Regions from separate parts of the Mus musculus genome. Here regions 2, 3, 4, 5, 6 and 7 are each linked to region 1. A link is a contact called in public HiChIP or PLAC-seq, capture Hi-C and promoter capture Hi-C data. All regions are on one chromosome and are shown on one strand. Each heading gives the region's core, a stretch centred on a gene start, on an enhancer-like site or on the middle of the called end of the contact. The rest is flanking DNA. Distances are from core to core; before and after follow the strand shown.

Region 1 (3,760 bases), core at 865-3,364:
AGAACTCAGGATGGCACACCCTGGTGAAGACAGGACCTGCACCTGCTTCTGCTGGAGGGAGGGACCGTCCTGGCTTGTCTTGCTGGCATATTTAAACACATCTTGGGAGTAGAGGGGAGGTGGGGGGCTGGGTGGAGAGATAAAATGGGGAGCCAGATATGACATAACCAGAGCTAAGGTTATTTGTCCTTTAGAGCAAAGGCATCCATTCTCATAGAACCCCTGGGTCCTGTCTTCAAGTGTGTGTGTGGGGCATAAATGATAGTAGTGGCTTCCATATTTAAACAAGGGCCCAAGTAAACTTTTGTGCAAGGGCCCAAGGAAAGAAAGATCCAACTATGGATGATGTGGGGGTGGGAGGGTCCAGGATGGCTCCAGTGGACATCATCCTGTCCACACTTCTTCTCCTAGGTGGCTTTTTGTCCTTTGGAAGGTGGCTTGGTAAAGTCCAGAGCTATGGACTCAGCCGCAACGAGACTACACGTTAGCCTGGGGGGGGGGTTGCTGGTAACTTCTGAACATATCACCGAATGACATCAGCAGTGTATGAAAACTGTTCCGTATGCAGGGGACAGTGATTAAAAAGAAATAGCAGGCTGGTTGGGGGGGGGGGTCTTTTGTGGTGATGGGATGGACTCCAGGTTACAAATGCTAGGCAAGCAAGAACTCTACCACTGAGCTACGCCCTTAGCCCATTTTTAAAAACCGGTTATGGCCAGAATAGGCCGTCATTGGATAGTCTCGGTTAGTCTGCTGCACTGGTGGGCTGGCAGCAGAAATCGGGAACCAGGGGGTGGGGTCAAGGATGGGATAGAGATACTGCAAAGAGAATCCCTAGTAGGGAAAGCTAACCACTGAATCTTTTCTCCATACCCCTTCCTTTCTCTTACCTGACTACAAATGAGGTTTCCTTTAGCTTAGACTGGGATGGAGATGTGACCTGCAGGGTGACAGCTCCAGGTGGCTGCAGCCTGGTCTGCACTTTGAGTACAGCCCTGGCCAGACCCTTCCCTGCAAGCAGTAACTGGTTACAGCTGCTCTCTTCACTGCTGGAGCAGGTAGTGGGGAGGCAGGTGGGTCCCCATCAGGGACTGGGACCAGGGAATTGACAGAAGAGTGTGAAAAGGAGATGGAGTTCGATGGCCCTGGGTTCAAGACCCCATTGTGCTACTACCTAGCTTAGTGACCTTGAACAAGTACCATTATGTCTCTGAATCTATTTATAAAATGGGGAAGAGTTGGCAAGAGTTTGGAAAGATTTCTCAGGCTCCACCCGGTTCTGAAATTCGGCAATTTCTCAACTAGGGTGCATCCATCCTGCGAGGGGTTAAGAGGCCATCGCTGAGAAACCAGCATCGGTGTGGAGCCGAGCCCGTTGACCCAGCCTGGCAAAGCTATGCCCTTTGGGAAGGAACCTTGAAGGCCAGAGTGCCTGTCCTCAGTCCTGGGGCTAGAGACCCTGCACATTGCCAAGGCTGAGGCACGGGCCCAGCCCACCTCCTATCTTCTGGGTGTGTCCCAGAATGGCTTGCCTCAGCCCTGAACTGCCCTGGCTGCTCAGAATGGCAGAGAGTGATACCCTAGGTGTCCAGGACAGACTGGGAAAGGGACAAAAGCGGAGCAGGGCCTGGGGTAGGGGTGGGCAGGAGGGAGAGGGAGCTGTTGGCACCAGGAGCAGCTGGAGGGGAGGAGATCCTGTTCTGGGGAAGCCCTGCGGGCACGGATTTACAACACCCCCTCCTCCTGGTCGGTTATTTCGGACCCCGGGACCCGATCCCGGGTCCGGCTTGGTGAGCCTAGTGGGTCTGGAAGCTACTATATTTAGCCGGCGCAGCGGGCGAGAGGAAAACTATTTATAGATCAAACAATCCGCGCTCCCTGCGTCAATGGAACCCCGCGTGCGTCACGCGCGCAGACATTCCAGGCCCCCCCTCTTCGCCCCGCCCCCTCGGGCTCCCCGTCCCCGCGCCTCCTCCTGGCCGCCTCCCGCCGGAACCGCGCCGCCCCCCGCGCCCTTGTATGGCCAAAGCTCGCCGGGCCGTGTGCGTCAGTGGCGCCCCCGCCCCTCTCCATGCGTCACGGAGCGCTTAAGATGTGGGTCGGGCTCGCCAGGGGAGCCCCAGTGCAGGAGGCTGCGAAAGTTGGGGGAGTGTGCTAGAAGGACTGCGGAGCGGAGCGCACGCGGGACCAGGCTGCGACTGGGTCGCTGGTCCCGGCCACAGGGAGTGGGAGCCGGCTGGGTAGGTACCCCGCAGGGAGCGTGTTTCTGTTTCTAGGGACAGTGCATGAAAGAGATGGGGTGTACGCGCGGGCGAAAAGGAAGGGTGTTTTCGGGTCGGCTTACGAGGAGGGGTGTGTAGGGTGCATTTTTGGTATTAAAGGATAGCTCTTGGAGTAGGGTGAGCCAGGGCTTGAAGTTTAGGAAGCGGGCGAAGGGTCTGCAAGGTGCTTGGTTTTGGTAGGTAGTGGGCGCTTGTTTAGGAGGTTTCCCCGCTAGGATCTCCAGTGTGAGGCACTCTGTACTCTGGGTTTGGGTGTTGATTGCCGGGTAGGGGGTTGTCTGAGCATGGACTGGGAAAAGGTACTCAGAGCTTCGGCGTTGCTGGGATCCATCCAAGTACAAGTAAGATTGGATTTCCACGGGTCTCCTTCCCGGGCTCTCAGCCCCCTTTCCCAGTGTTTACTTAATACTTCATAGGCTGTACTTAGATTTTCTGATTCCCTTACCGAACTTTCTTTCTGAACCGTGCTGGAAGACCTGGGGGTTGCTGAAGGAAATGGCTAGCTAGGTTGGCTGGGTAATGGTTGTGTTAGACTAAGTTGTCAGAGTATCTAGAAACCTAGGAGCTGTAGCCTGGTGCAGCTACTGAAAGCCGCACGTGGAGCCTGGGTGGAAGTTGCTCACGATAGAGTCTCGATGTAGTACTGACTAGGGGGGAGACCCCTTCTGTCATCAGACAGACTTGTATACCCCAGTGGTCTTTTGAGTCTGTTAGGTAGGGTGCAGCCTGCGGGCTTGGTCACCTAACAGGTGTTGCCAGGACCTGCCCCAAGCCGGATTCTCCCACTCCCTCTTTCAACCCCGCCTCTTCCTCCTCCTTGAGACACCCCCACCCCCTCAGGAGGCTAGATGCAGATCTGTATCTTGTGTTGCGGACTATCGGCCTGAAGCTGGGTAGATTGGTGGGGGTTGATCCGGATGTAGGATGTCCAAGTGGAGAAACAGGATTTGAATGGAGCTGGAACAAACGCCCAGTCCTGACTGGCTGCCACCCTTCTTCCTCCACCCCCAACCCATCCCTTCCCAGGCTTCTTGCAAACAGAGGCAGAAGTGGCCATATTTCTTTCTTTCTCCCAGGTGCTGTATGCCCTAGGGACTTGACACGGGGCAGGCGGGGTGGGAACTGGTTGGGGGGGGGGTGCTGTTTTATGGGAAGTCGTATGCCTAGCCAGCGGTGGAGCTGTCCTGGCTAGGCACCCAGGGGTGGTGTGGGGAATGGGAGAAATACTGGGACTAGAGGGTCTCAAGGGCCAGCAGGTGGTGATAGTCTTTTTCTCCACCCCACCCTCTGCTCCAGCACCCTCTGCCTCAGCACCCTCTGCCTCAGCACCCTCTGCCTCAGCACCCTCTGCCTCAGCACCCTCTGCCTCAGCACCCTCTGCCTCAGCACCCTCTGCCCCAGCACCCTCTGCCCCAGCACCCTCTGCCTCAGCACCCTCTGCCTCAGCACCCTCTGCCTCAGCACCCTCTGCCTCAGCA
Region 2 (3,760 bases), core at 693-3,192, 940 kb after region 1:
CATACACGTAAGCAACACATGCATACACACATAAAAACAAAAAATTTAAATATCTAGTAATAAGAAACAATAACAAGAGTGATTATCTTCAAGAGCTTGGCTAGAAGAAAAAATTATGTAGTTTTGTATTCTATAGACTGGCAATGGATTAGGTGGTTCTTTGTTTTCTAAAGATTGTGGGGGCTGGAGAGATGGCTCAGTGGTTCAAATCCCAGCAACCACATGGTGGCTCACAACCATCCGTAATGAGATCTGACTTCCTCTTCTGGAGTGTCCAAAGACAGCTAGAGTATACTTACATATGATAAATAAATAAATCTTTAAAATAAATAAACAAACAAACAAATAAATAAATAAAGTTTGTGTATCTCTAGCTGGTAGAACTTGCTATGTATACCAGGTTGGCCTTAAACTCACAGGGATTGGCCTGCTCTGCCTTTCAGGTGCTGGGATTAAAGATATTTGTCACACTCCCCTGCTTTTTTTTTTTGTTTTTTGTTTTGTTTTTTTATTTTTCCAAGACAGGGTTTCTCTGTGTAGCCCTGGCTGTCCTGGAACTCACTCTGTAGACCAGGCTGGCCTCGAACTCAGAAATCCACCTGCCTCTGCCTCCCAAGTGCTGGGATTAAAGGTGTGTGCCAACAACACCCGGCTACACTCCCTTGCTTAAGCTAATGTTTAAAACTGTATGATTGTTTCTGATGTGACTCTGTCCATGCAAGTTCAAGAGCCTGTACACACCTGGACTGCTTATTCCTTTAGAAGCAAGGTCTCTTCCCCAACCTGGGGCTCTAATTTTCTCAGTTAAGGTGGAATCCAGCAAGTCCAGGGGATTCTCCAGTCTCCACCTTTGTCAGAGCAGGCTTGTTAACCTGGAAAACAGAATCCAAACTCTGGTCCTAGTTTCCCAGCAAGCACTCTTAACAGCTGGGTCATCTCTTCAGGTCCCTACATTTGTTTTAAAAACATTCCTGGTGACATGTCTCTCCATTTTATGTCAGTTTCAGAATGACCCTAAGGGAAATGGAACTTACTTTAGTGGTGTAAAAGGTACAGGACTGTGGTTAGGAATCCATATGCTTTTTGGATAGTGTCTTACTGTCACTTAAACTCACCAGACAGCAGTTAGAATAGAAACTGGGACTTAAGTGGAATTCACGTTTCCTTCTGCCAAGTGTGCACTTAGAATAGTCCTATCTTTTAGCAGAACTCCTCTCTAATGCTACAAGTGGGGCGCTAGTATTCGAGGATAGGCTCAAATTTCCAAAGGGGGCCTGGCCCAGAGGACAACACGCACTTCCAAATCTCCAACAAGACTAGTCCACTGAAGGGAAAAAAGGCCTTTTCTTGAAAGGAAGCCTAGTTTGGCTAGGTCAAGACTGCGGGGCCGGAGCACGTTTGCCTTGGCTATTGAGGGAACTCACTGAGACTCACATGCAGATTGTGGTTTAGTGTGTACCGCAGGACTGCGCAACGGCTCAACTCTCCTCCCAGCTGACCTCAGTCTGCAGGTCTGCACCCCACAGCAGCAGGCACCGGAAAAACAGACCTCACCAAGCTTTAAAAAAAAGATCAGAGGTACGAACTGTCCCGGCTTCTACCTGGGGCGTCAGGAGAGAGACGGAGATTCTGCAAGAATCAACCAGCGCACCTAGCGAACCTTCTCAAAGAACACTCAGTACCTAAAGGTTCCCTAAAGGTTCCAGGCGAGCCTGGGAGCTGCCCTCAGTGAAGATGGCGGCCGGGGCGCTCGCGCGCCACGGCGCAGGCGCCGCCCTTCGCACCACCCTCCTCCGGTCCTCCGGGCCGTCCCCCTCCCGCTCGCCAGCTGCAGCTCTCCGCGCGTCCCCAGCCTCACCCCTTTTCGGAGGGCCCCCCCTCCTGTCCCGGCTCCGGAGCCCGGAAGTGGATGTGGCCGCTTGGCAAAGAGGGGGAGGGGGACGGAGAAGTGCTTCCGGGGAAACGGGCCCCGGGTTGGTGTTTGTAAACTTGCCTCGGTCCCGACGCGGGGAGCGGCGGCCGCGGGCTTGGCACGGGGTGCCTGGGGCCTGGAGGGGGCGCCGCGCGGCGGAGGAGACGGCGGGAGGCCGCGCCAGGCAGGTAGGCGCGCGCCGCGGGGAGGCAGCGTCGAGCGGGCGGGCGAGCGGGCGGACAGCAGCTCGCAGGCCGTGGGGCGCCGCGCGCGAGGGGGGAGGGGAGCGCGGCGGAGGAGGGGCGCGCGGCGGAGGGAGGGGGCGCGAGGGGAGGGCCGCCGCCGCCCCGCCCCCCACCGCCCCGCCGGGAGAGGGGGCCTTGCCCGGGAAGGGGGGGGGAAGCGCGGGCGCGAGCACGCAGGTCGCGCGCGGCTCGGCGCTCCCGGGGCTGCGCGCTGCGGCTGCCTGCAGAGCGCGCGCACACACGCCCGCCCTCCGCCTCCGCGGCGGCGAATTTACGAACCTTCGGGCGGACTCCGAGCGACGCTCACGTGCGGGCACTGCCAGCCACCCCGGCGCTCGGCGGAGGCCTCCCGAGCTTCCTTCCAACACAGTTCTGCCCTCGTCTGTGGAGTGCCAGCTTTGCAGGCCGGCCCACTCCGCACAAAAGCCCCAAAGGGCCTCCGCCCCCTTCTTCCGTTCCTAAGATGGCAAATCCCAGCTCTTACTCTCTTGGCAGATCCTCTCTATAGGAGGCCCAACTTACTTTTGCTCCCGTTGGCTGCTCTTTCGGCCCAGGAGGCCAGTTTCTTCTACTGACCTAGAAAGAAAGCTCTCGACTCATGTCCTCCTTTTGAGCTTCAGAACGCCCAGCAAAATAAGTTGAGGGAGCTTCGATCGTTGTTTGGCCTGAAGATGTTACACCTAAGGGCCTCATCTCCCTTTCTGGTTTCAGGTTTCTGGAACAGACCTAGAGCTTCACCAAGAGAATTCAACTTGGAAACCAAGACTGGTAGACTCTCGTTTCTTCCGACAAGAGGCAGAAGTCAGAGAGAGACTGCGGATTCTTGGGACACCTGTTTTCCTTTTGGAGGACACCGAGTTCTTTGAGAAGACAGTTCAATATGGCAAAGGAACTGAAAGAACGGGGAGGAGCCGTTACTGTGATTTGGTGACGGTTCTTCAGACAACCAGTGTCTTAAGGAAAACTGGGACAGAGAACTTCTGAACTTTTTGGGTTCGTTAAGTGAGAAGTCAGCATGGCTCAGGTAAAAAGCTCTCGAGTCCTCCTTCAAGACCGTTCACTGGGAAGCCTCTTTGCAGTGTCACCCTTGAATTCTGCCTTAGCCAACAGTATTGACCATCCCCAGTGAGCCGAGCTCTGTATTAAGCGCCAGGGGGAGATCTAGAGGAAGGAAAGGAGACAGGCCACAGCCCCTGCCTTCAGGGAGCTTCCAGTCAAATGAAGGAGGTAGGCTATATATCACGTCACAGGCACTGATGGGCCATTGGCAAAGCACCTTGTACCCGGTGTACTTTTGGTACGTGAAGTACTCGGGCATAAGGGAGTGTATAGTCTGGTGAATGCTTCATTTGTTTTTTTTTCCCAACAGGAATTTTATTGAGCTCCTGTTACATGCACGGCATTGTGTTTGGAATACAAAGATGAATAAGATTGCCCTTGTCCCCAGTAAGCTCCCAGGCTAGTTGGGGGGAGGGGGAGGGATGACGGCAAGACAGTCTGTTATTTATTATTTTTATATTCACGGTGCCCTGCGTGATAGCTGGCTGGTACTAGAGACTCTGAATCAGTTGACTAAAGGAGTTCTCAGTGATAGAAGGATTGT
Region 3 (3,760 bases), core at 595-3,094, 880 kb after region 1:
ACGAGCCTCTGTCTCAAAACAAAATGTAAAATGAAAAGAAGTTTATAGCTCGTTGGCAAAGCTCTGCTTAGCAGTACTGTGGGCTCCATCTCTAGCGTGATCTGAAAGAAAAACAAAGGCCAACAATTGCAATGGGAGACTTAAAGTCTCTTCTAGGATAAGGCCTTGTGGTGGCCTCAAATGGGAGCCCTGGGGAATCACCTGGAGGCGTCTGAGCTGGTGCTGGTGGAGCCCCTTCTGCATTTTGTGACTCAGTAGGTCTGGGCTAGCCTGTGAACACAAGTTTCTAACATAAGTGATGTTGGGCTGTTGACAGAAACTGCATTTTGAAAGCTATTGCTCTGGCCTAGCAGAGTGGGCCCTATTCAGTAGGTAAAGCAACTAAGAGCTCTCAGATGCTTTCCTGCTCAAAGCCTGGACCTCACCCTGACCTGCACCTCTCTCCCCAGTGTCGTTCCTCGCAGGGGAATCGCCGTGGCCCCTGCTGGTGTGTGGATCCGATGGGCCAGCCTTTGCCAGTGTCTCCAGATGGTCAAGGAAGCACTCAGTGCTCTGCCAGGAGCAGTGGGTGAAGCCCCGAGGGAGCCTCCAGGACGCCAGCAGGAACAGGGGGCTGTCATTTGAGCTGTATGTGAAGCAATGAATAACTCTGTGCCCCAAGACCCACCTTCACGCCCCACCCCATTGTCCCTGTCACCCTTGGGCCTTTACACAGCTAGTTAGAAAGATTGCTGTTGGCTTGTGTACTAATAAAACAGTATTGGGGGGGTGTCTCTGGCTTACGTCTCTGCGTCTGTCTCATTCAGATCTGGGGCCTCGTGCTCACTGTCTCCCATTGGTCATAGTGTTTCTACCTTCCCTGCAGAGCACAGCCAGCCTCTTCCATTGCCCTTGGAATACAGTAGACTGCCACTGCCACAGGCAGCAAGCCCTTTCTTTATCCTCACCCGGATACCCACCCGGAGCTCCCTTGTGGGACTGACTGAGATCCTGGCCTCAGTCCGAGATCACAGTGATTACAATCTTGCTTCTATCACTGACCTCTGGACTGATGGAGGAGGAGGATTAATAGTTAATCCCCAGCAGGAATTTGCCAAAGTGGAACTCCCAAGGCACTCACCTGCCCTACTGCCTACCAGAAAGAAACAAATGTGCTCAGGCTCTGTATGGTTTATCCAGACTACCTCCAGACTACCTTATTTGTGCTGGCAATCACCTGATGACGTAGGGACATTTTGTCCCATAATTTTTTTTTTTTTTCAGAAGAAGCTTAAAAAGTTTGGTCCACTTTCCTGAAGTTACATAGGTAGGCAAGGCAACCCCTGGCGCTATTTACTGTTGAATAAGTGTGTGTCTGCCCTTTCTGCTTATGTGGTAACCCAAGGTGTAGGGAAGAGCTGACACTGAGGGGCCTCGACCATCACACATGACACAAATAGAGCTCCTGACAAAAATATTGTTGCACACACATGTCACTACAGGCCTCATCCTGTGCCCTCAGAAAAATGACTACAAGGTACACGAAGATGTTTCTGGTCCCTCCCTGACCTTCAGTCTTGGTAGAGAGAGCCAGGAAGAGCCAAGCTATGTGATAAGCCTCGGGGAAGCAAAGTCCCCCTCACAACCTGATGCACAGACTCACTCCCGAAAGTGAAATAGCAATAGCGTGAAGCTGATCATAGTGGTTGTGGTGAGAGAGCTGTGAAAGCCACAGGCAGGGCCAGAGTATGAGAAACACTGCCTGCAGATAACCTATCTAACCCTCAACGGGGCTCCGGAAAGGACTTTAGTCCCTGGAGTTGTCAGATCTCTGAGTGGGACACAAGCTCTGTAGGTAGATTGAGAAAGAAAGAAAGGAAGAAGACAGACAACAGCTGTGTGCTGTCCGCTCTACACTGGCACCATGCAGCCAAAGGTGCCCCAGCTTCGGAGGAGAGAAGGGCTGGGAGAGGAGCAGGAGAAGGGAGCCCGTGGAGGAGAAGGTGAGCCGCCCTCCCATCCCCCACGCTCCAGACACTCAGGCGGGCCTGAGATGGGTGTGTGTAAGAGCTAGCCGCTAAGGCCACTTCCTTTCCTCTGGCTGTTCTGGGAAGCCAGAGAAGGCAGTTTCTGCCCTTTTCCCCCCAGCACGCGGACTGGCAATGGAGAAATGTTCAGAGCGTGGTTTGGCCTTCATTAGGGGTGAATGGAGTACTTCCTTGTTTTGGGTCCCCTGTTTCCAGCAATTGCATCAGGCTCTTTCTCGCCACTGTGTGTGTCACTTCCCTGGCTAGTGGCTCTACCCACGATTCTAAATATTGACTGGGAACGGAGGCTGTGAGCACACAGAACACCTAACTCCTCCCTAGTGAGTCCCCTTTGGTTCTTCCTCCTAGGGAACGCAAGGACACACGGAACCCCAGACTTGGTGCAATGGACTCGACATATGGAGGTGAGGGATCACGGCAGTCATAAAGGACAGGCTGGGGATGTGGCTAAACTTGTAGAGTGCCAATCTACCTGATGCGCAGCACCACATAAAACTGGTGTGATGGCAACTGGTGTGATGGCAACTGGTGTGATGGCATACAGCTGTAATCCTAGCACTTGGGAAGTAGAGACCAGGTGATCCGTAGTTTGAGGTCACCCTTGGCCACACAATAACATCCAAACCAGATTGGGCTACAGAAAACCCTGTCTAAGAAATAAAAAGTAGCCAAGGCAGTTGTGGTACATGCCTTTAATCCTAGCACTTGGGAGACAGAGGCAGGCCTGGTCTACAGAGTGAGTTCCAGGACAGCCAGGGCGACACAGAGAAACCCTGTCTCAACAAACAAACAAACAAACAAACCCCCCCAATCATTATTTATCTAAGATTTATTTATTTATTTATTTATTTATTTATTTATTTATTTAATGTATATGATACACTGTAGCTGTCTTCAGACACACCAGAAGAGGGCATCAGATTCCATTACAGATGGTTGTGAGCCACTGCTGGGAATTGAACTCAGGACCTCTGGAAGAGCAGTCAGTGCTCTTAACCACTGAGCCATCTCTCTAGCCCTATTATTATTATTATTATTATTAGTAGTAGTAGTAGTAGTAGTACTGTGTCTATGTGTGTCTGTCTGTGTGTGTCTGTGCATTCCTCTGTGTGCATCTGTGTATCTCTCTGCGTGTGTGTGTGTGTGTCTGTGTGTATATGTCTGTGTGTGTCTGTATGCGTGTATCTGTCTCTGTGTGTGTCTGTATGTGTGTATCTGTCTGTGTGTGTGTATGTCTGTGTGTATCTGTGTGTCTGTATATGTCTGTGTAATTTTTAGAAGTCAGCTCTCTCCTTCCACTGTGAGTTCATGATCAAAATCAAGTCACAAGGTTTACATAGTAAATTATTTTACCCACTGGAATATCTTAGCAGCCGCAGCTTTTGTATAAATATTCAAAAACCTCACTTAAATTGTCTGGTAACATTGTTTGGATAATGCCAACCTAGATTTCTTTCCCCTATCCACAATTTTTTTTCAATTTTTATTAGATATTTTTTCATTTACATTTCAGATGCTATCCTGAAAGTCCCCTATACCCTCCCCCTGCCCTGCTCCCCCACCCACCCACTCCCACTTCTTGGCCCTGGCGTTCCCCACACACACACACTTAAGATAAATAATCTGTTAGGTTTGCTTACAACTATAAATTAAAAAGAACTGGGCTTGAGCCGGGTGTGGTGGCGCATGCCTTTAATCCCAGCACTTGGGAAGCAGAGGCAGAGGCAGGTGGA
Region 4 (3,760 bases), core at 803-3,302, 840 kb after region 1:
CCCGCGGCAGCTGGCATCAATGTTGCGGCCCTGGCCTGGCAGAGTGCATGCAAACTTTTTCCTCTCTGTTTTCTCTATCTGAGACACTGAGGCAGAATGCAGACACAGATGAAGCTGATTTCTCCTTTTAACCCTTTTCTACTTCTGCCCTACCTAGATACCCCCTAGGTCCCTCTAGACACACCCTTGAATCCTACCTCCCTTCCCCTCCCTCCTTTACTGGGCCTCACTCCTCTGTGGCCCGGCTCCGGGCCTCTCATCCAACCACAGCTATTTCCAGGAAGGAGGGGTGTGTGGGTGGGTGGAGGGGTTTCTCCAAACAAACCCAAGGCTTCAGAGTGAGAGGGGGCCCGGCTGGGGAGAATCAAAAGAGCTCTGGAATATTCCAGGCAGGAGGTGGGAGGTGAGGATCTGGTAATGCTGCCATTCCTCAGGCACTGTTTGCCCTCAGCTACTTTCAGAAATACTCCACACTCCCTGCGGTGGGGACGCGCAGAGCCAACTAGACACTTAACTTTCTAGATCTAGGTGGGCAGTGTAAGTTCAGTGAGGGCAGAGGCTGTTTGGGAACCTGTTCCAGAGGAAAAGACTTTCAGTCCCACCAGAGGTTGCAGATGTAGGCCCATGTACCATAGGAGCAGAGGGGAAAAAAAATTGATCAGGGGAGGCGCTGCAGTGATCCATCTTCCCCAGCAGGGCTGGGTGCGGAATCAGGACAGCCCCGGTTGCCCACCTGGCCATCGGCCTGGAATGTCCTGGGACACAGCCAGAACTCAGGTGGGGATTGCAGAGCCAGGGGCCCTCTCCAGTTACAGCACGGTGCCCCACCCCTTGCCACTCACAGGGCCTTCTAGCCAGGGTACACTGGCAACGATGGGCTTCCTAGAGAACAGGCATGCAGCGGGAAGAGGCCTCAGACTCTTCAGTCTGACAGGTCTTCTGAAGGATCCCTGGGGAGGACTAGAGCAGCCCTTCATCTGTCAGATGGGCGTGAGGCAGAAAGAGGAGAGTCCTGTGGGACCCTGCAAGAGGTGCCAGAACTGGAGGAGTTGCACTGGGACATTCAGTAAATACCATGCAAATGAGGGTGACACGGTGTACATTCTTTCAAATGACAGCTAGCTACAGCATTCCAAAGGCTGCTGTCTAGAGCTTGGGCTGGGAACCCCCAGGCTGTTGACCCTTGTTGTAGGAAGGTTGTTCCATCCTTTCCAAGGGCCCCATACACCTCCTTCCCTTGACTCCTGGGACAGGAAGTTGGCCCTATTCCCAGGAGGGAAGCAGGAGGCCCTAGAGAGGGTGGAGTATGTGTTGGGAGGGGGCCTCCTGTCCAGTCCTCGGGTCCAGTGACAGCCACAGAGGAAGGAGAGACAGGCCAGAAGAGCCATGAAGGTAGCGCTCAGATTCTGGTGGGCGGGTGGGGTCCCCAGTAGAACCTCAGGTGCAGGATCTGGGAGCTAAGCCAGGAACTGTGGGTTGTATCTGGAGAGGAGCAGCTGGGGTGTTCAGGAGGAACCTCCAGTGCTTTGGGTTACAGCAAGATGGACCATTCCTGTAAGCCCTTAGCCCTTCCCGCTGGAACTTGGCGTTGAGGAGGGTACTATAAGATCCTTCTCCCGTCTGACAGGGAAGTTAGCCCTCATCCCTAACTTTCTTTCACCCTGAGGATGTGGAGTGCTGGGCTGTCAGGGGTACTGGTTCCCAGCAACACTCCCTTCCCACAGGAAATCCCAAGGGAGCATGAGGGTTCAGGCTAGAGACTGGCCGGGGACACAGTGTTCTCCACTGGCCCTTGAGCCCTGCCCTGAGACCTGAATTCCCACCCTGTGCCACTGGCTGATTCCAGGGCTGGATCTCAGGACTGCAGACCCCCTGCACACAGTGGCCCACTGGGTGGGAGGCAGCTCCAGAGATGGGGAGAGCCAGAGATCTTAGGCTGACACTCCCAGCAGGGTAGATCCTGGGAATCTGATCTCCTGGCCTCCCCCACATCCTCCCCCACCCCACTTCCTGGAGCAGCGACCTGCCCCCTTCCCGCCTGCACTTCCCTCCACTTCCAGGGCCAGGCTTCTCCACACACCAGCCAGACAGCCTCCCCTCCACCCAAGGGAAGCGGCTGCCTCGGCAGGCTGCTTCCAGGAAGCCCCAGGCCAGGCCCCAGCATTGTTCAGGCCCTGCAGCCAAGAGTCCAGCCAGCCAGACACCATGAAGTCCAGCGGCCCTGTGGAAAGGTTGCTCAGAGCCCTGGGGAGGAGGGACAGCAGCCGGGCCACCAGCAGGGTAGGAGTGCCCACCAGCTGGGCAAAGGTGGGGCAGGGTGGAGGTGCGGACAAGGCGGGAGGGCCAGGATTCAGGCCAGACCAGACCCTCTTCCTAGTTTCAGCCTCTTCTCCTGGCTGGCTCAGCATCCCCCTCCTCTTTCTTTCGCCTGACCCCCTGAGGTGGCTAGGGTAGGGTAGCAGTGTGATTCTAGCATCTGTTTTGACTTCTCTGTGTATTTCCTGGCTTGAGCCTGGATAGGCCCCGAGGGTTCAGCTAAGAGCTCAAGCCCTGACCTCCGGGGGAAGCTTGAGGGAAAAGGTATGGGAAGAAGGCAATGAGGGAAGGGAGGGTGCCTTCTACTGACGTCATCTGCACACGACGTCATCATCCACAAGTGCGTCCAAGTGTCCTGGTGGGTCTCGCCCCCAGTCGTTAAGGGACCAACGCTGCTCCCATGTTATTCTCCTCTTCACACTACGGTGGGCAGATCCAGGGAGAGGAGGGGACAGCGGGAGCTTGAACACACAGCGGTGAAGAATGTGCAGTGGAGTGGTGGGAGGAGTGAGGGAGATTGTCCACAGACTCTAGATAGGAGGGATGAACTGGGGTGGGAGGGGTCAGAACTGCAGTGAAAACTTGCAGTGAGTAGGGACTAAGGGGGACCTGGACAACTGGTGGCAGCCCAGCCAGCCACTGACCTCACTACCTCTGGGTGGGGAGGGGGCATCCGGAGAACCTGGCCACCCCTGTCATAACATGCAGAGGCAGCGAGGCAGCTGCCTGTGTGTCCCCACTGCTATTCCTCCTTCCGAGCGAACGTCTTAGACAATTGCTGCCTGCCGCCTCAGTGCACAGAGAGTAAACATGTTGTTCTGACCGTGGGGGAGGGGGTCATATTAGCTGCCTGGAGCTTGGGGACACTGAGAGCCAGGGGCTCAGAACTGGCTGCAGTCAGTCTGGGTATTATGTGATAGTGCTTGTGTGTCCTGGCCGTCAGCTCACAGTATACAAGCCTCTTGTGGGGAGGGCAAGATGGGAGGAGAGTCAGACCCCCCACTCTGCCAAGATTCAGAAAGCCCTCACATTGGAAGTGGGGGTGTGTGTGACAAGGACATCACATAGCTCCGCCACGTGAGAAGTCCTGAGTGAACCCTTAGGGAGGAGTTGACCCAGCCAAGGTGACGCAAGGGGTCACATTCCAAGCCCTGTAGAGGACAGGCCTCATGACTACCCTGAAACAGCTGTGGCCAAGTGTGCCTTAGAGTTCACAGACTTTTGGCTGGAAGAGAGGGAAGCAGCATCGCTCTAAGGAAAGGTCCCTGCCCAGCCTTGGAGATGAGCCCACTAGGAACACATACCCCTATTTGTCTGTCATCCCACCCGCAGCCGAGGAAAGCAGAACCACACAGCTTCCGGGAGAAGGTTTTCCGGAAGAAAACTCCAGTGTGTGCAGTGTGTAAGGTGACCATCGATGGGACCGGTGTCTCCTGCCGAGGTG
Region 5 (3,760 bases), core at 922-3,421, 810 kb after region 1:
GCATGCACTAAAGAAAGGGCTAGATGTAGAGTTGTACACCTTTAATCCCAACACTTAGGAGGCAGGAGGATCTGGATCTCTATGAGTCAGCCTGATATACATAGCAAGTTCCATGCTAGACAGGGCTAAATAGTGAGACCTTTTCTCAAAAGCAACAAAATGACAGCGAGAAAGCAAAAGAAAGAAAGAAAGAGAGAGAGAGAGAGAGAGAGAGAGAGAGAGAGAGAGAGAGAGAGAGAGAAAGTGAGAAAGAGAGAAAGAGAGAGGTTTGGATTAGTGATTTGGCAGTGGGTTGCACACGGCCTTATAAAAGCTTATTTAGCTTTCATTCTAACACCCAGGAGGCAGAGGCAAGTGGATCTCTGGGAATTTAAAGCCAGCCTGGTCTACAGAGTGAGGTCCAGGACAGCCAAAGGTATGAAACAGAGAGACCCTGTCTCTCAAAAAAAAAAAAAAAAGTCTTATTTTGTCCATGTCAGTGTGGCCATGTTTCTCAGCAACTGTTCAGATCTCTCCTCCAGGAAGACGTGTGGCAGCCATATTCTGCATGCATTGCAGTAGACAAAGCCTTCAGGCAAGAAACCCAGCTAGGAAGTTAATACAGTGGTCAGGCTGAAAACCATTGGGGAAAAGCAATAGCAAATTAAAGGAGAGGGACTGGGTAGGTACGGCTATCAAACCTTGACAAATGATCTCGTTGTCTCTTTGTAGCCCAGTCTGATCTTCACTTGTTCTGTAGTCAAAGCTTGCCTTCCACTGATCTTTCTATCTCAATCTACCAAGCACGGTGATTACCACTTTTGTATGTGGTGCTCCATACTGAGCTAAGAAAAGTATTTCTGTCTTCTTGTTTTGTTTTTGTTTGGTTGGCTGGTTTAGGGGTTATTTTGTTTTGTTTAGTTTTGTTTTGAGACAGGGTCTGTGTGTATGTAGCCTTGGCTGACTTGGAACTGGATATGTAGACCAAATTAGCCTCAAACTCTCTATACATAGAGATTTGCCTTTGTCTGCCTTCCAACTGTAGGAATTAGAGATGTGTGCCAGCTGGGCATGGTAATGAATACTGTTAATCCCAGCATTCAGGAGGCAGAGATAGGTGGCTCTCTGAATTTAAAGTCTTGCCTGGTCTACATAATGAGTTCCAGGACAGCCAGTGCTATGTAGAGAGACCCTGTTTCAAAACACCAAATTAAATATAAGTAAATAAATTAATTAAGGGTATGTGCCACCATGCCTGTTTCTGCAAATCATTTTTTAAAGTATATTTATTTTTATTTTATGTGCATTGCTGTTTTGCTGCATGTATGTCTATATGAGGGTGTCAGATCCTTTGGAACTGGAGTTAGAGTTGTGAGCTGCCATGTGGGTGCTAGGAATTCTGGAAGAGTAGTCAGTGCTCTTAACCGCTGAGCCATCTCTCCAACCCCTGTTTTTATTTGTTTGTTTTTTGTTTGTTTTATGGTTTGTATGTTTTAGGGTCATAAAAAAATTTTAGGAGCTGGAATTGTGGCTCAGTGGCTAAGAATGTTCCCTGTTCTTGTAGAGGGGCAGGCCATCTGGAGTTGTACCCAACTGCCTTTTACTCTATTAGCCTACTTACCTGTAATGTTTATCATTTGTAGTATTTTATTCAAGGTAGTTTTAATCCCTTTTTATATCCACAAATGTCTGTTAAACAGTGCCTGGCACGTGGCTGGTGTTCAATAGTTTCACTTTTTGAAATATATATTTTTAAAAAAAATGAAGCATTCGCTGTAAGAAATGTGGCTAGCCACTCGGTGCTGGCCCTTGTCAGTCCATTGGAGGGTTAAATGAGGCAAAAGCCCATGGTTCAAATGTTACCTTCTTAATTGAAACCATTCTACGGAACATTATATTTTCTTTGTCTTTACAAAAAGTGATTTAAAAAGAAACTCAGAATCTTCCCTTCGGAAAAAATCAATTGTGGCACACCCATTCTAGATTCCAAGTCCACTCTGTTCCATAGAATCAGCAAGTGCGACCCCGCCCTTCGCGCCGATCCAGCACCCACAAGTCTGTGCGCCAGGAGACTCCGCCCCGGGCGCAGATCGGACCGGACGGCCGCGCCGGGCCCGACGTAAAGCGAAGGGTTTCGCGACAGCTCAGACTCCACCCCTTCGGCCACATGTCGCGCAGGTCTTCCCGTCGGACGCCGCGCCACCCCCTCGCGCTGCTTTACGAACCCAGCGCGGCGGCGGCGCCCCGCCTTCTGCCTCCGTCCTCGGCTCCCCGCCCCCTCCTGGTTTCACGTCTCCAAGCCCGTCGCGCCCGCTATAATCACGTGACTGCCTCATCCGGGTCCTTTGCGTTCTCTCTCCCTCTCCCAACATGGCGGCCTCAGGTGAGTGAGCGGCCGAGCGTGGCCAAAGACCAGGCTCGGAAACAGCCTCCGGGCTTGGTCCGCTCCTTGCTGGAGGTCGGGGGCAGGAGGCACCGGCTCCTTTCGGACCTGGGGGCAGCGGCAGGCTAGCGGCATGGCCGCTTGAGGTTACCGCCTCGGGATGTCTAGGGGGAGGGGAAGGCCTTCCCCTCCCCCTCACACCCTTTTCACCCCGTTGCGCGAGGTTGGAGTAGGCAGAAATGGTGGACCCTGCCTTCAATTGGAGGAGGCAGCACAGAGAGACGTGCGGGAGGCGCGAGGCTCTCAAAGGCGTGAAGCACCGCGCCCGCGCCAAGGCGCGGGTGGAGGAAGGAGGCGGTTGGCGCGCGGACCGGAACACATTGGGCCGGGTCTCCAAGGCGCGAGGCCGTTGCGGACCCTCGTGGGGGCGGGGGGGTGCAGTTAGAACGCGAGCGCGAGGCTGTGGAGGGGCCGATGAAAGCAGCGGTGCGCGTGCGCGGCACGGGCGACGAGGCGAGGTGGTGGAGAAGGCGCGCCTCAGAAACACGCGCTGCTGGACTCCAGATGGGAAGCCTGGATGGACCTGGCTTTTGCTCGTTTATGACCTTGTACTTTAAGCTTTAGTCGGTTTGGGAGCGTGGCACGGCCGCTGTACTCCCAAGCGAACGCATATTAGGTTTGGCCCCACTATAGTTGGGGGTAGGGAACCCAGGGTGCTCCCACGTGTTAGGTGCTGTAGGGATAGACACCTAGATTTCTCCTGTGCCTTTTTCTTTCCACCTCTTGATTCAACCAACAGTTTTTATTGAGTGCACACTATATGCCAGGCAGAGGTGGGGAAGGAAATCGGGGCGTTGCATTATATAGAACTTCCATTTTTTGGGTAGTTTTAGTGTCAGGATTCAGCTTTTGTCATTTTCCCAGATAACTGGGAAACTTCCAGAAGGTGCTATTAAAATAGTGGCTAGAGGTTCTGCGTGCGTTTGTTTGTTTGGTGGAATGTATATTCCCTGCATTGCAAGTGAGGTTTGTGGAGGTCGTTTCGGGTTTTGTTTTTTTGTTTTGTTTTGTTTTCCAAGTTTTTTGCTTTTTGGGTTTTTTTGGCATTTGCAGTGGACCTGTGAATACCAGAGGGCTTTTAGACACCCAGCATTAGTTTTCGTTTTAGTTTATTTTTTATAGCATAATCTGTTAAAAATACCTTTTGGATTGCTGTGCCTAAACTGTGCGACAAGGTCTCTCATTTAGCTCTTGACTATCTGACCAGGCTTGCCTTGGGGTTGTTGGGATTAAAGGTGTTTAGCAACACGCCTGGCAACATTCAGTGTCTTAACCAGAAGTCCATCTTTTCTAATATTACAAGGAAATCGGGTTCTGTCTTTGGAAAACTTTCTCACT
Region 6 (3,760 bases), core at 469-2,968, 790 kb after region 1:
GATGAGACAGGAGGATTAGGAGTTCAAGGCTAAGCTTAGCCTATGTAGTGAGTTCAGGCCCCTCTTGGGCTAGAGTGAAACCTATTTAAAAATAAAATAAATAAAAATTGGAGAAAAACTGGGTAAAAAAGTACATGGATCCCTGTTTTACCTCCTACAACTGCATAATTCTCTTTACAATGATGTCAAACTGCAATTTTAAACAGGATAGCAGAAACTGTTGGGAGCCGACTCTTAGCAGAAAGCGGCTATCATCTCTGCAGCCATCTTGGGCTATTTACTTACAGGTTGGAACTTTTCCACCCTGACGAGAGACTTGTTTTCCTAGCATGATGTTTTTGCAAGAAGCCCACCACACGCTGATAACATCTTGGTTTTCTCCTACACATCCTGGACCTGTGGTTACGTGTCTCCAGCTGCACTCCCTGACTTATGCTTATATGCCCATAGTTGCCTTTCAATAAAAAGACTTGAGACTTGATCAGATAGCCTGTCTTGTCTCCATTCTTCCAGTCTCTTGTTCCTCAGTCCCCACTCTCTCTCTCTCTTGCAGACACCATTGACTGACCTGCGGACCAAGAAACCGCAAGTTAAGAGCATTCGTATCAACATTCCAGAGGACCTGAGTTAGATTCCGAGCACCCACCTCAAGTGGCTCACAACTGCTTGTAACTCCAGCTCCAGAGCATCTGAGGTCCTCCATGGACACACACACACACATACACACACACACACACGGACACGGACACGGACACGGACACACACATGTGACACACACATATAAACACATATACTCATATACAAGATGGCTCAACAAAGGTGACTAGTCCCAAGTCTGACAACCTAAGCTCCCTCCAGGGACCCTCGTAGTGGATAGATTCCCAACTGCTCAAGTTTGTCCTCTGACCTCTATACATGCACCAAGGCCTATGTACACAGACACACACACACACACAAATAGATAAATGTAATTTAAAATGTTTAATAGTAAAAATGAAAATATATAAAGATTTTGTATTTATCACATACCCCCAGCTTGTGAGGCTCGAACTTACAGACTTTGTCAAACTATAACAGAATTTGTGTTTGAGACAGGATAGCTTGCTCCCTAGGCTGGCCTTGAACTGGCTATGTTACCAAGGAGGACCCAGAACCTATCCTCCTGGTTGCGCATGCTGGGGGTGGGAGGATGGGATTTTCATTCGTGTGCCACAAGATTGATTTAAAAACAAAAAACAAACAAACAAACAAAAAAACCCGACCCTTACATGAGCACGCACTCCAAAATTATTTAATTCTTCTTTGGGTAATTATGATAACAAAGAGCTCCCACGAACTTTTCTTGGGAAATTGGTGTGGGGTTGTTGGAGCGCAAGACTCGAAGGTTCTCTCCAGTCCAAGAGCTATCTGGAAATCAGAAGATCCTTCCAGCTAGGGACTGTCGGGAAGCGAAGAAAGGAGGCGCAGAAAATGTGCCCCGAATTCCAATAGACTCAATGAGACCAGGAGCCTGGAGTTGCTGAGCTGCGGCAGCGGGGGGGGGGGGGGGGCGCGGGGGGGAGCGCGGGGGGGCATTTGGATCACGGCATCCATGCGCCACCTTCTGACTACAGAGCATGCGCAGCTGAGCCGGGAGGCAACCCGCCCACCATGCACCCCGTACCCAGAGTCCCAGGACGCGGTGAGGCAAAGGGAGGGCAGGCAGAAACGCGGCTTCCCCACGCGGTTTGGGTCGGGACTGACTGAGCATGGCGCAGAGCCCAGGCTGCTCTTTAAGCAGGTGCGCCCTTCCAGCCCCGCGGCCTCACTCCAGCTCAGCTTGGGTTCAGCACCTTTCTTATCGATCATTTTGGCAGTGGCTCCCACCTGGGCACAAGCCCGTTTTCTCTTCCAGTTCCTCGTTGCCCCTCAGCGGCGCCCAGCCAAGAGTGGGGCTAGTGAGAGGTAATCCCATCACTTCCACGTGTAACCCCAGCACTTCAGACAGACAAGTAAATCTCAAGAGCTGCCTGGCCACCCAGCCTAGTCAGGCAGCTCCAGACCCTGTCTCAGGAAACAAACAAAACAAAACAAAAAGCAAGTGAATGGGCTAGAGAGATGGCTTTGCTTGGTGGTTTTGAGCACTTCTTGCTCTAGCAGAGGATCCAGGCCTTAACCCCAGCACCCACAACTTTCTATAAATCCACTTCCAGGGGATCTGCCACCCTCTTCTGACCTCCATGTGGTGAACATACATACATGCAGGCAAAATATCCCTACACACAAAATAAGTCTTTAAAAAGTGGAGGAGGCGGGCTGGAGAGATGGCTTAGCGGTTAAGAGCACCAACGGCTCTTCGGAAGGTCCTGAGTTCAAATCCCAGCAACCACATGGTCTGAAGACAGCTACAGTGTACTTACATATAATAAATAAATCTGAAAAAACAAACAAACAAACAAAAAGTGGAGGAGGGTAGCAAGTCAGGCTGTGGTTGCTCATGCCTTTAATCCCAGTACTCAAGAGACAAGGCAGGCGGATCTCTGTGAGTTTGAGGCCAGCCTGGTCTACAGAGCGAGGTCTAAGACAGCCAGGACTACACAGGGAAACCCTGTCTCAAAAAAACAAAAACACAAAAAGAGAACATTGACTCCTAGGGAACAAAATTTGAGATTGATCTCTGGCCTCCATATAAACATGCATACAGGGCTGGAGAGATGGCTCAACGGGTAAGAGCATTGACTGCCCTTCCAGAGGTCCTGAGTTCAAGTCCCAGCAACCATGTGGTGATCCACAACCATCTGTAATGAAATCTGACGCCCTTTTCTGGTTTGTCTGAAGACAACTACAGTGTACTTACATATAATAAATAAATAAATCCTTTTTTAATTACTTTTTTTGGTAAAATGCATAGAAAAAAGTAAGGTATATCAGGTGAGAATATATCTTGTGTGAAAAAACAAATTATTATTCTTTTATGAAAATACATATGTGTATATTGTATATACATACATTTGTATATTTCATTTTACTTTATGTGTATGAATATTTGCCTGCATGTGTGTTTATGCACCACATGAGTGTCTGGCTCCTGATGTAAGTCAGAAGAGCGTATCAAATCCCCTGAAACTGGAGTTACAGATGGTTGTAAACCAGTATGTGGGTGCTGTGAACCAAACCCAAGCCCTCTACAAAACCAAGCCGTCCTAACCATGGAGTCATCTCTCCAGCCATAATGTTTTGTGTACTTTAATTTTAAAACATTTAGAATCCCCAGGACAGGCTGAAAGTGTAGCTCAGTGGTAGTTCTTGTCTCATGGGTTCATGGTGCTGACTTCCACCCTGGTGCAGGGGGCAGGGCAGGGGGGACGGGGCATCAACGCAGAGTGCTCAGTTCTCTCCTTTGTTAGGTCTCATCTGGATCACATAACCTGTTCTTCCTGCTGCCTCCAGCAGCACCTGTGCTGGAACGTTCTGTAATAATGGCCTCTGTGTATTCAATAGTCACCAATCATATACAGCTTTCAATGTGGCTGCATGAACAAAGAGATGATTTTGGAATGTCATTTATTTTACATTTTAAAATGCACACCAGTAGCTAGGGGGCTAATGTTCCTCACTGTATTAAGTAGTGCAGTGCACCTCAGGCTGTAAGTGTCCGTGAGCAGAGATGGGCTTGCTCAGTATCATATCCCAGACTTAGGTCATTCCAAACTGTGTTAAGTCACCAATAAATGGGACATTTTTAGTTTTGAGTGGTTTGAGGTGTGTGTGTGTGTGTGTG
Region 7 (3,760 bases), core at 372-2,871, 760 kb after region 1:
CCTAGGTTCTTCGTAGCCCCTCCCCCTCCCCCTTGCTCTTCTGATTTTACTTTTCTGTGTGCTCGCACTCACACAGTCAGTTCAGCTGGCCGCTCGCTCGATAAGGATCAATAGGTCCACTCCAGAGCAAAGAGCATGGCCACAGGTATAGCAAACACCAAGTCCTGCCGGAAAAACGGGCTCCTGGTGCTGACCGATTCCAACCTCAGGGTTTCTCCCTCCTCATTCAGCAGGAGTGGTCATCCAGCTGGCGAGGAGGGGGTGCGGGGGTGCAGAGGGGCTCTTTCCCCCAGAAAACAAGCTGGAAAGCCAGAAAGCATTATAAAAATTGACCAGGAAGGACCGAAGAAAAGGCCCGGGGAGCAGGAGAAGGGGACAGATGCAAGGGGGTGGCAGAGGTTGAGGTGGGGGATGGAGAGGCAGGCAATCTGGTTCAAACTTAGCTGTTTCTACATATCTGGTCTATGGACTCAGACCCCAACCTGTCCAGACACAGTATAATCTACAGGAAGGACAGTGGTTCTCTCTTCCTTGCTGTTCCCATAGCTACTAGAAGGTGTCTAGCAAATACTGGTTAAATCTATGTGCTCTTGGGTTGGCTGTGTTCTCAGCTGGTAAAGTGGTCTGCCTGAGGAGTATGAGGCCTTGGGTTTGGTCCTCAGCACCCTGTAACCTGAAAGTGATGGAGTCTCATGCCTGGGATCCCAGCACTTCAAAAGTGGGACGGGAAGATCAGGAGTTGAAGGCCATCCTCAGCTACATGGAAAGTTCAAGACCAGCCCGAGCTACATGAGACCCTGTCTCAAAAAAGAAGGAGGAGGAGGAGGAGGAGGAGGAGGTAAATGGTAGGTGTCCAGACATAGGGATACCTCTTCTACATAATCACAAAGGCCCCGATAAAGCCTCCAGGGAATGAGTTGAATGAGGACATGTGTACCCACGCGTTTGAGGATATGTATTTCCACGGTTCCCTATGGAGCCACAGCAGTGTCTTGGAACCATGGGGCCGGAGCAGAAAAACCAAGAGACCTGCCCTCAGGTTCGTGTTTCTCTTCTTTTTGAGCTCCCAATTTTCTTTCCCCAGGATTCCTGGGGTTCTAGGACTGCCCCCAGACTTAAGCTGGCGACATGCCACAAAATCTTCACCCTAGTGAACCCCTCTTCTGTCTGTGTAAATGGAGTTTGTTTGTTTGTTTGTTTGTTTGTTTGTTTTCGAGATAAGGTTTCTCTGTGTAGCCCTGGCTGTCCTGGAACTCACTCTGTAGCCCAGGCTGGCCTCGAACTCAGAAATTCGCCTGCCTCTGCCTCCCAAGTGCTGGGATAAAGGCGTGCGCCACCACGCCCGGAATAAACGGATATTTAAAACGCCATTTTTTGCCCTGAAAACAGACACTCAGGGGCTAACACCACCTGCTATCCTTTGTGCACCCCTTAGTTATCCACTCCCTGTGTCGGTGAGGATGGCAGGTATGCTGAGGGCGTGTGCAGAAGTGGAGAAGGGCTGCGACCTGTTAGGTCACAGGAATCCCGATCCTGGCGCCCCCGGCTCCGGTGGCTGGGGCGTGGCCTGCTGGGGGAGGTCCCTACCTCCTCCCGCGGCGATATAACAACAGGTCGAGGACTGCCACCCTCCGCGGCGGAACTCCTGTTCTGGTCTCTCGCTTCGCTCTCCTCTCCAGACAAGATGAGCTTCACAACTCGCTCCACCACCTTCTCCACCAACTACCGGTCCCTGGGCTCTGTGCGAACTCCCAGCCAGCGGGTCCGGCCTGCCAGCAGCGCAGCCAGCGTCTATGCAGGTGCTGGGGGCTCCGGGTCCCGGATATCCGTGTCCCGCTCTGTCTGGGGTGGCTCTGTGGGGTCCGCAGGCCTGGCGGGAATGGGTGGAATCCAGACCGAGAAGGAGACCATGCAAGACCTGAACGATCGCCTGGCCAGCTACCTAGACAAGGTGAAGAGCCTGGAAACTGAGAACAGGAGACTGGAGAGCAAAATCCGGGAACATCTGGAGAAGAAGGGGCCCCAGGGCGTCAGAGACTGGGGCCACTACTTCAAGATCATCGAAGACCTGAGGGCTCAGGTAAGGGGCCTAAGGGGGGAGGGGCAGTAGCTCCGGGCTGTTCTGTCTATCCAGTGTGCCCACACCCCCAAACTTGAATAGAGTGTGGGCTGTTGACTCCCTCCACTCTTTCCACATTCACCACATCCCCCCACACACACTCTATGGGACGGAGTTAGGAATACTCTGGACTCTCACCCACAACCTGTAGGAATTCCAAGCGTAGTGGTTACACACGCGAGCCGGCTTCCCCCAAGCAGTGTAGTGGGAAGAGAACAGGATTGGAAAAAAAATAAAATAAAAAGGTGTGTGTGGGGGAATCATAAAATGAACTCAGACACTCACTTCTTTTCCAGTAGGAACAGTTAGAGGGTTAAGCGGATGTGGCTAAGGCTGAGTCATCTAGGAGTAAACAGGAGCTTACCTGTAGGAGGGGCCAGCGGGACAAGTGGGGGGGGGGGGCGCGTCCCAGGACGGGGGGGGGGGGGGGGGTTAGCAGGTGCACCTGGAGAAGATGCCAGGAGAGGATCAGAGAAATCTTGTTGGAAGCTGCTCTTTTGTAAGCAATCCAGATAGTGCAGGCCCTGGCAGAGGGGCAAGGAATCCAGGAAGGGAGAGGAGGCTCAGGTGGGAAGGGAAGACAGAAATACACGCCTCTGACTGTTCCTGGGACTGGGATGGATTCACTGAAACACAAGACGTGTTTTCTCATCCCCCACTTCTCCACACACACACACACACACACACACACACACACACCCTCATGTGACCCGGAACTCTCAAAGCGACTCTCTCCACTTTAATCCACCCAGATCTTTGCGAATTCTGTGGACAATGCCCGCATCGTCTTGCAGATCGACAATGCCCGCCTTGCCGCCGATGACTTTAGAGTCAAGTAAGTCCGGGGCTGCAGCTGGAGCTAAGAATGGCCTACTCCCAGAACTGTATTAGAGTAGGGTTCCTTCCTTTCCGAAGTTTATTCAGGTTAGGGTTCATTGACTACTGAGTTAGCTCTTCATCTGTGCAGCCCAGTTTAAGCAAACGCTCCAAGGCCAAGAATCGTGCTAAGGGAATGACTCCGTGACTGTTTATGGTGGGCACGGGGCTAGTCTATGGAGGTGGCACTGGTTGAGAAGGTTCAGGCCCTCTGATCACCTCCACTCCTTCAGGTATGAGACAGAACTAGCCATGCGCCAGTCTGTGGAGAGCGACATCCATGGACTCCGCAAGGTGGTAGATGACACCAACATCACAAGGCTGCAGCTGGAGACAGAAATCGAGGCACTCAAGGAAGAACTTCTGTTCATGAAGAAGAATCATGAAGAGGTAAGCCGGGCCACTGACCAGGCCTAGGAGCTAAGGGCCAAGACTAGGCGGGCCAGGCTGCCCCCAAAGCAGCCTAGCATGGAAGCAGAAGCCCCGGCTGTTAGCCTGTTTTGATTAAGAGCAGAGCCATTGGCTCACACATGTTCTATGGCTCACCTAAGTTACACTATTGAGAGTCAAGATAACATTAAGCCAGTTAAGGCCTGGCTTGTGCATCACTACCTCCTGGAAAGCTGAGACAGGAGGATTGAGTTCAATGCCATCCTGTCTTAGTCTAGTAAAACAGAGATTGTGTGAGTAAGACCCTGAGTTGGAGGCAAAGGTGGGGACTGCCAGTCTTAGGAGCTGGTGCTCATGTGGGCCTTCTGGAAGAAG

The links. Promoter capture Hi-C pulls out the DNA fragments that hold promoters and counts their contacts. HiChIP or PLAC-seq counts read pairs in DNA pulled down with a chosen protein or histone mark. Capture Hi-C pulls out chosen DNA fragments and counts their contacts.
Region 2: a capture Hi-C map of macrophages shows a contact between it and region 1, with 4 times the contacts expected there. The contact joins the promoter of Zfp740 here to the promoter of Nr4a1 in region 1. A contact is called at or near these places in 6 of 39 promoter capture datasets (the C10 cell line, the SN4741 cell line, cranial neural crest and 3 more), 4 of 115 datasets of contacts at active chromatin or transcription factors (embryonic forebrain, embryonic stem cells and pancreatic cancer cells) and 3 of 9 other capture datasets (adipose tissue, liver and macrophages).
Region 3: a contact with region 1 is called in an H3K4me3 HiChIP or PLAC-seq map of bone marrow-derived macrophages, with 4 times the contacts expected there. The contact joins the promoter of Soat2 here to the promoter of Nr4a1 in region 1. A contact is called at or near these places in 9 of 39 promoter capture datasets (the C10 cell line, HPC-7-derived erythroid cells, cranial neural crest and 5 more), 3 of 115 datasets of contacts at active chromatin or transcription factors (bone marrow-derived macrophages, effector CD8 T cells and embryonic stem cells) and 1 of 9 other capture datasets (macrophages).
Region 4: a contact with region 1 is called in a capture Hi-C map of embryonic stem cells, with 5 times the contacts expected there. The contact joins the promoter of Tns2 here to the promoter of Nr4a1 in region 1. A contact is called at or near these places in 6 of 39 promoter capture datasets (the C10 cell line, cranial neural crest, hippocampal neurons and 2 more), 1 of 15 datasets of contacts at CTCF or cohesin (the NIH/3T3 cell line), 1 of 484 Hi-C or Micro-C datasets (bone marrow-derived macrophages), 14 of 115 datasets of contacts at active chromatin or transcription factors (VIP interneurons, bone marrow-derived macrophages, cardiomyocytes and 9 more) and 2 of 9 other capture datasets (adipose tissue and embryonic stem cells).
Region 5: a contact with region 1 is called in an H3K4me3 HiChIP or PLAC-seq map of embryonic stem cells, with 15 times the contacts expected there. The contact joins the promoter of Eif4b here to the promoter of Nr4a1 in region 1. A contact is called at or near these places in 12 of 39 promoter capture datasets (the C10 cell line, the HPC-7 cell line, cranial neural crest and 7 more), 3 of 15 datasets of contacts at CTCF or cohesin (CD8 T cells and the NIH/3T3 cell line), 3 of 484 Hi-C or Micro-C datasets (the C2C12 cell line, bone marrow-derived macrophages and embryonic stem cells), 28 of 115 datasets of contacts at active chromatin or transcription factors (the NIH/3T3 cell line, acute myeloid leukemia, bone marrow-derived macrophages and 19 more) and 4 of 9 other capture datasets (adipose tissue, embryonic stem cells, liver and 1 more).
Region 6: a contact with region 1 is called in a promoter capture Hi-C map of second pharyngeal arch cranial neural crest. The contact joins the enhancer-like site here to the promoter of Nr4a1 in region 1. A contact is called at or near these places in 5 of 39 promoter capture datasets (the HPC-7 cell line, cranial neural crest, frontonasal cranial neural crest and 2 more), 15 of 115 datasets of contacts at active chromatin or transcription factors (the NIH/3T3 cell line, craniofacial prominence, embryonic basal ganglia and 8 more) and 2 of 9 other capture datasets (adipose tissue and liver).
Region 7: an H3K27ac HiChIP or PLAC-seq map of extraembryonic endoderm stem cells shows a contact between it and region 1. The contact joins the promoter of Krt18 here to the promoter of Nr4a1 in region 1. A contact is called at or near these places in 8 of 39 promoter capture datasets (the SN4741 cell line, cranial neural crest, hippocampal neurons and 5 more), 16 of 115 datasets of contacts at active chromatin or transcription factors (embryonic basal ganglia, embryonic fibroblasts, embryonic midbrain and 8 more) and 1 of 9 other capture datasets (embryonic stem cells).

What each region holds. Positions count from the first base shown.
Region 1 is chr15:101,264,732-101,268,491 of GRCm38.p6, forward strand. It overlaps Nr4a1 (nuclear receptor subfamily 4, group A, member 1), which reads left to right and starts at 2,115. Exons shown (of 7, transcript NM_010444.2): 1 at 2,115-2,240.
Region 2 is chr15:102,201,703-102,205,462 of GRCm38.p6, forward strand. Zfp740 (zinc finger protein 740) reads left to right here and starts at 1,943. Exons shown (of 8, transcript NM_001289691.1): 1 at 1,943-2,100; 2 at 2,869-3,384; 3 at 3,527-3,603. Csad (cysteine sulfinic acid decarboxylase) reads right to left here and starts at 3,350. Exons shown (of 18, transcript NM_001359126.1): 1 at 2,437-3,350; 2 at 1,435-1,558; 3 at 742-872.
Region 3 is chr15:102,148,731-102,152,490 of GRCm38.p6, forward strand. It overlaps Soat2 (sterol O-acyltransferase 2), which reads left to right and starts at 1,845. Exons shown (of 15, transcript NM_146064.1): 1 at 1,845-1,982; 2 at 2,376-2,431. The coding sequence starts at 1,904. Igfbp6 (insulin-like growth factor binding protein 6) reads left to right here. Exons shown (of 4, transcript NM_008344.3): 4 at 450-782. The coding sequence ends at 572.
Region 4 is chr15:102,100,882-102,104,641 of GRCm38.p6, forward strand. Tns2 (tensin 2) reads left to right here and starts at 2,053. Exons shown (of 29, transcript NM_153533.3): 1 at 2,053-2,280; 2 at 3,649-3,757. The coding sequence starts at 2,206.
Region 5 is chr15:102,071,602-102,075,361 of GRCm38.p6, forward strand. It overlaps Eif4b (eukaryotic translation initiation factor 4B), which reads left to right and starts at 2,172. Exons shown (of 15, transcript NM_145625.3): 1 at 2,172-2,362. The coding sequence starts at 2,350.
Region 6 is chr15:102,050,518-102,054,277 of GRCm38.p6, forward strand. No RefSeq gene overlaps it. Among named protein-coding and RNA genes, the nearest start is that of Gm41405, 7.1 kb to the left of the region's middle. Within about 2 kb of position 1,719, at least 147 of the 459 cell types and tissues checked have an H3K27ac peak or open chromatin away from gene starts, as enhancers often do. A contact at or near this core is called in craniofacial prominence, embryonic basal ganglia, embryonic forebrain and 7 more, where this site is marked.
Region 7 is chr15:102,026,595-102,030,354 of GRCm38.p6, forward strand. Krt18 (keratin 18) reads left to right here and starts at 1,622. Exons shown (of 7, transcript NM_010664.2): 1 at 1,622-2,080; 2 at 2,872-2,954; 3 at 3,229-3,385. The coding sequence starts at 1,685.